3 separate regions of the Zea mays genome follow, and all the other regions are linked to region 3. The links are chromatin contacts, called in public Hi-C maps. All regions are on one chromosome and are shown on one strand. Each heading gives the region's core, a stretch centred on a gene start, on an enhancer-like site or on the middle of the called end of the contact. The rest is flanking DNA. Distances are from core to core; before and after follow the strand shown.

Evidence for each region. Hi-C and Micro-C count contacts between places; a contact is called where the count stands out from the background.
Region 1: a contact with region 3 is called in a Hi-C map of tassel, with 2.2 times the contacts expected there. The contact joins the promoter of LOC100280873 here to the promoter of LOC100274158 in region 3. A contact is called at or near these places in 2 of 25 Hi-C or Micro-C datasets (leaf and tassel).
Region 2: a Hi-C map of tassel shows a contact between it and region 3, with 2.8 times the contacts expected there. The contact joins the promoter of LOC100382019 here to the promoter of LOC100274158 in region 3. A contact is called at or near these places in 3 of 25 Hi-C or Micro-C datasets (ear, leaf and tassel).

What each region holds. Positions count from the first base shown.
Region 1 is chr8:137,055,350-137,058,049 of Zm-B73-REFERENCE-NAM-5.0, reverse strand. LOC100280873 (protein transport protein Sec61 beta subunit) reads right to left here and starts at 1,295. Exons shown (of 1, transcript NM_001153793.1): 1 at 430-1,295. The coding sequence starts at 1,153. The coding sequence ends at 830. LOC101202700 reads left to right here and starts at 2,400. Exons shown (of 3, transcript NM_001294319.2): 1 at 2,400-2,700. The coding sequence starts at 2,474.
Region 2 is chr8:137,181,555-137,184,254 of Zm-B73-REFERENCE-NAM-5.0, reverse strand. It overlaps LOC100382019 (Phospholipase A1-IIgamma), which reads right to left and starts at 1,312. Exons shown (of 1, transcript NM_001174785.1): 1 at 35-1,312. The coding sequence starts at 1,266. The coding sequence ends at 82.
Region 3 is chr8:137,519,390-137,522,089 of Zm-B73-REFERENCE-NAM-5.0, reverse strand. It overlaps LOC100274158 (Pectin acetylesterase 5), which reads left to right and starts at 1,447. Exons shown (of 12, transcript NM_001360546.1): 1 at 1,447-1,789; 2 at 1,952-2,034; 3 at 2,283-2,412. The coding sequence starts at 1,558.

The sequences.
Region 1 (2,700 bases), core at 46-2,545, 460 kb after region 3:
GTCATGCCACATTAGAGCACACTAATGAAACCACATCAGATCACACTAATAAAAGTTCGGGGAATCAAGTGACATTAGGGACCCACCCAAGTGACCCTTAACCTGACGACCAAACATTAGTGGAGGTCCATACCCTTGACCCGACACGCTTAAAACTTTGATAAAAAAACTCATAGCAGCATCCAGTTCAAGCCTAATGCAATAAGGAGCTGTCATATGCTTTGCCCATTCTAACTTCCAGGTATATAAATCAACCAGCATCATATTGTTATAACCTCGCGATGAACATAATAACATCATGTCGAGCATAGCTACTTGTACAAACTTCGAATGCTATAGTTTCAGAACAAGAGCTTGCTGGAGGGGCGAAACAAACACTGACAAATTATAGGAGCACACAACATAATGCAGAATTTTATGGCTAGCAGGTAAGGTGCGAAGCAATAATCAAACTCCCCAGTTCGGTAAAAGTACCCAGAATACCTAGCAAGTGCAGAAAGTAGTTAATGGAGCGACAACAATGGAGCACATCTAAAGCTAGGAAGATGCACTTGTAGCTAGCAAGCAGAATTAGAAGAAACTAGTCATAGTTATTCCAGTAATAATTCTCAAAGCAAGGGAAGAAAATAACAGAAAGGGCGCATTAAGTTGACCAGTACTAGGGTTTCCATCTGCAGATCGAAAGTAAGGACCAACCAAAAGCTAGGCAACACAACAAGCTGCGCGTCTCGCCATACACAAATTCATCACCCAAAAACCAAAACCTTCACCGTCTGATCTGTCTGTCTGATCCGATGTGTGGGAGCAAGAGCGGTCGGATCGGATCGGATCACGCGGAGGCCGCGGCCGTCCGGGAGCGGTAGAGCTTGCCGAAGATGTGGAGGGCGGTGACGAAGCCGATGAAGCAGAGGGACATGACGAGCACCATGGTAGGCGAGAGCCGGAGCCCCGGCGCCTCGTCGGTGTAGAAGCGGAGCATGTTGCTCCCGCCGCCCCCCGAGAATCCGCCACCCCCGCCGGACGCGGTGGCGCGGCGGCGGCGCATCCCGGCGGCCGCCGCGGCCGTGCCGCGCGGCCCCACGGTGGCCGGGCGCGCGCCGGCGCCGGCGCCAGCGCCAACGGAGGACTGCGACTGCGAGGAGGAGCGGGCCATGGCTGGCGGGCGGCGTACGTAGGGATCTGCGGCACGAGGCGGAGGATGAGTGGAGAACTCGCTCGTATGCTCGGGATCGGCGGCGCTTATGCTCCTCCCGCTGCTTCGTCGTCGTCGTCGCCTAGACGGGAGGAGATAAGCTCGGTGGTGGGGTCGGGGGATGGGCAGGTTATTACTGCGTGCCGTGCGACTGCTATTCGTTGGGCTGGCTGTATCCAACCCGTACGTACATACTATCGGCCTACGTACTCGTGATAATTGCTAAAGATCGCAAAACGGAGCCCACGAGACCCACCAGCCCATTTCATTTTATCGTTTGGACCTCGAAACCAAAGGGAGAACGTCGAGATGGCATTTGGCATTTTATCGTTTAAACTATTATGCTCCTTGGGTTAAGTGATTTTTTTTAAAAAGATCTAAGAGCGGATTTGCAAATATATAACAGTTCTATAATAAGAGGAGGGGTTGTTCCAAACCGGCCATCTCTTCCACTCAGTAGTTCTCTAGATTTTCATCCGCTTAGAACTAGTTAGTGTGCTTCACTTCTAAAGAGAAGTAAACAACTCTATCGTATTTGTCACACCTGTAAAAATGAACGGTATTGGAAGGAAGCGAGATCTTGTTGACAGTATACAAAGGCCCTCTTTGACACAACTTCTATAAATTTTTTTCATAGGTTTAAGCAAAAGATAGACCAAACAGGACATTTTTGAAGCAGTTATCAGTTTAGCTGTTTATCAGAATGTACTAAAAGCAGACAATAAATAGAAACTGTTTTTTACAACTTCTATAACCAAAATATGTTCCATGAAATTCGTGCTCAAGGCTTTATAAAAGGCTCGATTAGAGTTGGGGGTTTGTTTGGTTCAGCTTTTTTCTGAGAAGCTTTTCTAAGAATCTGATTGTGAGGAGAATCTGACTGTAAAGAGAATCTAAGTATCATGGTGATTACATGTAAAAGAAGATAAAATATTTCATAGGATTTATGATATCGAAAGTGATGGTTTTTACTATCGCAACGACTCAGCTTATTATATGTTCATGTTGATTTTAGACAATTTTGACCAAAATAATTCTTATATAAGCAGACTGAAAAGAAAAAAAGCTAGACATTTACTAGTCTGCAGCAGCTTCTGGTGTCTAGAAGCTGGAAAAAAAAGCTGCGGACCTGGTCTCTCCCTCGCCCACTTATGTGCCATTAAAGCCCAATACATGAGCTACAATGTGGCCCAGCCTCAGAAGGCCCAATAGGTGGTCACTCTACTACCCGAAGCCGCGGGCTGAACCCTAACTGACCCAGAGCGATCGGAGCTGACGACGATGGCCGGGAAGGCGGCGGCCGCGACGGCGGCGAGGTGGGCGGAGGGGTACCCGTGGAAGGAGAAGCTGGCAAAGTACAAGGGTGAGCTCGGGAAGGGGGTGTGGGGATACTGGGAGCTCGGCGCGTGGAAGCCGCTCGGCATCAGCGCTCGCAAGCGCGCCCGCCTCCGCAAGGAGGTGCTCCTCGCCGGCGAGGACTGGAGCTACGATCCTCCCCGCGGGGAGAT
Region 2 (2,700 bases), core at 63-2,562, 340 kb after region 3:
TATTATTATTATTATTATTATTATTATTATTATTATTATTATTATTATTATTATTATTATTAAAACGCCTTATAGTTCAGGTCAGAATTGCTCAAAATCCTTGAGCTCCCACTTGCCTTGATCGTTCTTGACCATGTTCTTGTTGTGCGGCACCCACCAGCTCGCCGGCACATGGTACTCGTCCTTGAGCGCGTCGGCGCTCTTGTTCACCAGCGCCACGTCGCGGTCCACCAGCAGCCTGAACTTGCCGTCGCTTCCCACCTCGCCGGCGACGGCGTGCATGTAGCTCTCAAGGCTGTGGGCCGTGACAAGGTTGGGCTTCTTGAGGTAGTGCGACAGGGCCGTGTCGATGTGCAGTGTGACGCCCAGGTCATGTAGCCAGCCCATGAGAAACGGCACCCAATCTTGCTGGTTCTTGACGTGGAGGACCTTGAGGTACTTGAACGAGGTGAAGGCGTCTCTGAAACTGTCGTTCCCGACGTGTGGGCACGCGAACACGATGGCCGTCACCGGGCACGGAGGCCGCCCGCCGAGGAGGCCGGAGGAGTTCACGCCGTTGCCGACGAGGTCGATGGCGTTCAGGATGGCCAGCGCCGATCCGAGGCTGTGGCCGACGACGGTGATGCTGGTGTCTTCGTCCCTGTGGAGCTCCATCAGCCTCCTCACCTCCGCCAGAACCTGGTCTCTGGCGCTGCCGTTGACAAAGAACGCCATGTCGGAGTTGGTGTCTTTGGGCGGCTTGGGTGGCTCCGTGTACAAGGACAGGAAGCCACTGTGCACGCGGGCGCACGGGTGCCCGTGCCCGACGGAGTGGTCCTCCAGGCCCAGCGCCGGCCAGGGACACGTCGGCAGAACCTCGACGTCCTTCCACCATTCCGCGCCTGTCATCGACCCGCGCCACGCCACGACGATGTCGCGCCTCCCTAGAGCTGCCACGCCCTCGCCGTCCGTGGCCACCGCGACGTACCCTATCCAAGTGAGCTTCGAATCCTCCCACGCGTACACGAACTTGGTCACCTTGTAGTGGCTGGCGGCGGCCACTCCCGACTTGGTCAGCAGGTCGTCGTGGCCGTACTTGCAGAGGCCAACGTGCGGCGAGTGCGGCTCGTTGTTGAAGCCGTCGCCGGTGGCCGCCACGAGCTCGCCGTAGGAGATGATGGACTTGCGGAGGTCCATGTCCAGCGGCTCCAGGAGGCCCTTCCACGACTTCTCGCCCTGGAGCTCGCGCCACCTCTTGGCAATGCTTCCAGTTCCGGACGACACCATGGCTACGTTCTACGTACCTTGGCGATGCTTTTGTTGTGGGTTTCGGTTGTGGTTTCTTCGCTAGTTCGCTTCGGCTTTGGGCCTTTTTATAGCACTTACTTAAGTATGCATGCACGTCACGTCGTCCAAGCCAGCTGAGTGCCGACGACAACATTTCATTGTGATCGCATGCTTCTAGTTAACGAGGCAGATGAATGAGATGTCTTGAAAAAAAATTCTCAAGATTTTGTATATATGCCACTCGTTTCAACACAGATCTAGTTGGAAGTTGGAACAGCTTCCTAATGAACGCATCATTTTAATGCTACTTTGACCTGGCAACGCTTACTAATCATGATGCGGCGACATGTCACTTGTCCCCCATAACTACCGTACTAACGTTCACTTGTCACCGCATTACACGGTCATATACACGATGTGCTACACACAGCTTGAACCGTGGAGTGATGTACGTCGCAATATATGGAATTCGTCTTATGCCCCGTTTGTTTCGTTGGAATTGAATTCCATTTTAATAATTATAATTTAGACAAAACTAATTAAGTTCATATATTTATATATGTAATATATTTGTATATTATCCTAAATCATATGACAGAGATAGTTATATACTACATTTATGTTATAGCGAAGCAAGTAGAAGAGTGTGCTATAAGTTGTACATCGGAAAAATAGCATGTAAATCTATAGAATCAATTTCTATCTCTCACCTCATGAATTTGAGATAGGCTTATATGATAACTTTGGAAAGTGGTGGAATATTACATTCTAAAAAAATAGTTTATTTTATTAGTAAGATTTCAATTCTTCAAAATGAAAGGAAACAAACGGGACCTATAGAAATCCTCAATGACCAAATAAAATTTCAAAAACTCATTTACACTTAAATTTTCAAAACACCTGGTCAATATTAGAAATGCATCTCTATTCGAACAAAGGTTAATTTTGTCTCATTCATGTTGGTATACCGTCTCTCTATCCCGGACATTTGCATCCACTAGCGATCAGAAAAGCATATCTCTTGAACCGTTAGTTTCTGTGATCCTGCAGTGGAGGATGATGAATAAGGTTTTTGGGAATCGCTTTTCGTGCGACTGTTCCTGACTTGAATGACGGCTCATCTTGCATATCCCCTCTGTCACTGAATTATTTTACTCGTCTTCAATAACAACGCTATCCAACCATAGTAAACTATTCCACCATTAGTTAACCACTCCATGATCTAGTCTATTATTTCATCATACGTGCAGATTCAATCATATTGTTGTTCCTATTGATATTGCTCGATTCAACTAGTATGTTAATGTTATACATGTTATTACCTGAGTTTAAGATCTATATAGTCTAGAATTAATCATGAATTTGTCTAATTACTTAACAATGGTAGAATTAATTGTGAGACCATCATGGTGACCCACTTGCACACATGGGGAA
Region 3 (2,700 bases), core at 198-2,697:
GATTGAGTCTTGTCTAGACGGATAGTTATTAGAAGAACCGAAGCTACTTGATCTACGGATTTCATCTTGGACAGGAAATGAAACCGAAATTGACCACTAAATGCCTAAACTGGACTTGAGCTACGGATTTATCTTCACTTTTAACATATAACATCTTCACATATAGCATATAATAGTAAACAAGACTAATATTGTCTAAATTGACCACTAAATACTCAATTTTGGCATTAAATCCGGTTTTCCGGCAAAAATTGGCGGTTTACCGATCTCAAATAGCGGTTTACCGGTCCCAAAAAACGGTTTACCAACGGTTTTTGGTATTTATGAATTTTTTCAAATCTTTTGAATTTCAAACGAATTTTGAAAAAAAACCGGTGGTTTACCGAAACCGCACCTCGGCGGTTTCGGTAAACCGACCGGTTTACCGCCGGTTTTTAGCGGTTTTGTAAACCATGCCCCGATGTCGCCCGCCACTGCCTCCTTCCCGACACGTGGTGTCGCCCGACCTCGAACCCTAATGACACCCTCACCCCACTTGTCATCGTCGTGATCGATACGGCTGACAGGCACGATCTCGCTCGTCGTGACAATGCGATCCATCCTTGGCGATCGACGAACTTGGTGAACCAACGAGCCCTGTCTTAGTGTTGGAGAGGCCGTCTTATATAGCCCTTTACTGGTGCCCCACCATTTAAGGATAGACATTAGACAAATACATACGACATCAGTTCGGTCAGCAAGAACTTAGCAATATGTTTCCTTTTTTTGTTTATATTTTTTTCGTTTAACGTGTATTGATATGAAACTTGGATTCTATGTAATACTATTTTTTTGGCCGTACTTGGTTTTTGTCATGTGGTTTTCTTGGCCCCCATGAATTCTCGTCGTGTGCCCGCCACTGTCGTGTGCCCGCCACTGCACGTAAACAATATAATCTACATCGTAAACCCTTTATTTTACACGAAAAACTTTGTACTTTTGGTACCGTGGGTATTTATCATATAGCTTTAGTTAGAATCATCATTTGGGGACCAGGCTTTTGAGGGCAAAAGGGTTGAAGGAAACTTTCAATAAAGAGTCGAAACTGGTTTATTTGAGGGCAAAAGCCAAATTTCCAAGTTTTTTGGATTTGTGGATACAAAAGCTGTCTGTTCCCATGTCCTTATTTTTTCCCCCTCAATTCGTTGACTGAAAACTTTTTTAGCTTTGCTGTTTTGTTGCTTTGTTTCTCTGTAACTCTTTGTCGTTTTAATAAATTTCTGCAGGGGCTTTGATCCCTCCAGTTCAGTCGAGAAAAAAGGTTTTTTTAAAAGATGAACTACAGTGATACTCTGGGAAATGACGAAGAACGGACAGTTGGACCAAAAGGCCCAAGCAAAAGCGACCCAGCCCAGTATAAAAACGGGGCACGCGCTGCCACCACCAACCGCAGGGGGCACAGCACGACACGAGCACTCTGCACTCCACTACCGCGGTACCGCCTGCCTGCAGGCTGCAGCCCAGCCGTCCGCAGTCCGCATCAGATCCTGCGCTGCCCTGCCCTGCCCTGCCCCGACCATGCCGCCGCCGCCACCGTCGGCCCCGGCCTCGCACCACCTGCGCCTGTGGTGGAGGCGCCGGGGCCGGGCCGGCGCGGTCGGGGCCACCTTCGCCGTCGCGCTGCTCGCGACCGCTTTGCTCCTCGCGCTCTCCAGCTACGCCTCCATAGTATTCCCTGCGTCCAGTGGCCGCCGCGGCCCCGCCCTCGTCGGACTCACCCTCGTCCGCCGCGCCAGCGAGAAGGGCGCGCGTGAGTTCCCGGCTCACAACACGTCCTTGCTTTCAATTCTCAATTTCAAATTTCGAACGGCCGTCCGTCCGTTCGTACTCGCGCACGTACGGTGCCCCGAGTACTTCCCGACCAGGAATCGGCCTCGGGATCTGAGTCGGGTCTCTGCTCTGGTTTTCGCAGTGTGCTTGGATGGGAGCGCGCCCGGGTACCATCTGCAGGGAGGGTCTGGGAGTGGATCGCGGAGCTGGCTAATCCACTTGGAGGTAGGTGATGTTCCCGATCGATATCACGTTTCGATACGAGCTCGTGCGCCTTGGGTCTCGAAGCTCGTTTGAACCATGCATGCGTTGTAGATTTCAATTCCAAGCACGCATCAGGTTCCGTAGCAATGCTGTGATAAGCACCACTCCTTTAACAAAAAATTTGAGGAGTAAGAAGATGACGTGCCAACCCATTTCTTAAACAAAACATCCTATAGCTTCTCTCTTTTTTTTTTTTTTGCAACCTTTAGGGTGGAGGCTGGTGTCGTAATCTCAAATCATGTGCCTCACGTCAGAGATCAATGTTGGGATCATCCCGGTACATGGAAGGCCAGGTTGAGTTTACAGGGATCTTGAGCGATGACAAATCTCAGAATCCCGGTATTGAAGTTTCCCATCTCTCTAGTGTTTGTTACCTTTATTGTTGATTATGTATTTGTGTCTAAATTGCAACACTACACCCATTAGTAATGTCTTCACAATTGGGTAGTTGTGCCTGCAAATAGGTTTGACTGTACAATTTAGACTTTTTAGAAGCATAAAGTCCTCATCTAATTTCTAACCATCCTTGAATTGCTATTTTGCATATTAAACCAATTGGATCATATTTCACTACAATGTAGGAAACTGTTAGTATTCATGAATACAGGCGCCCCCTGTGGTATTTAC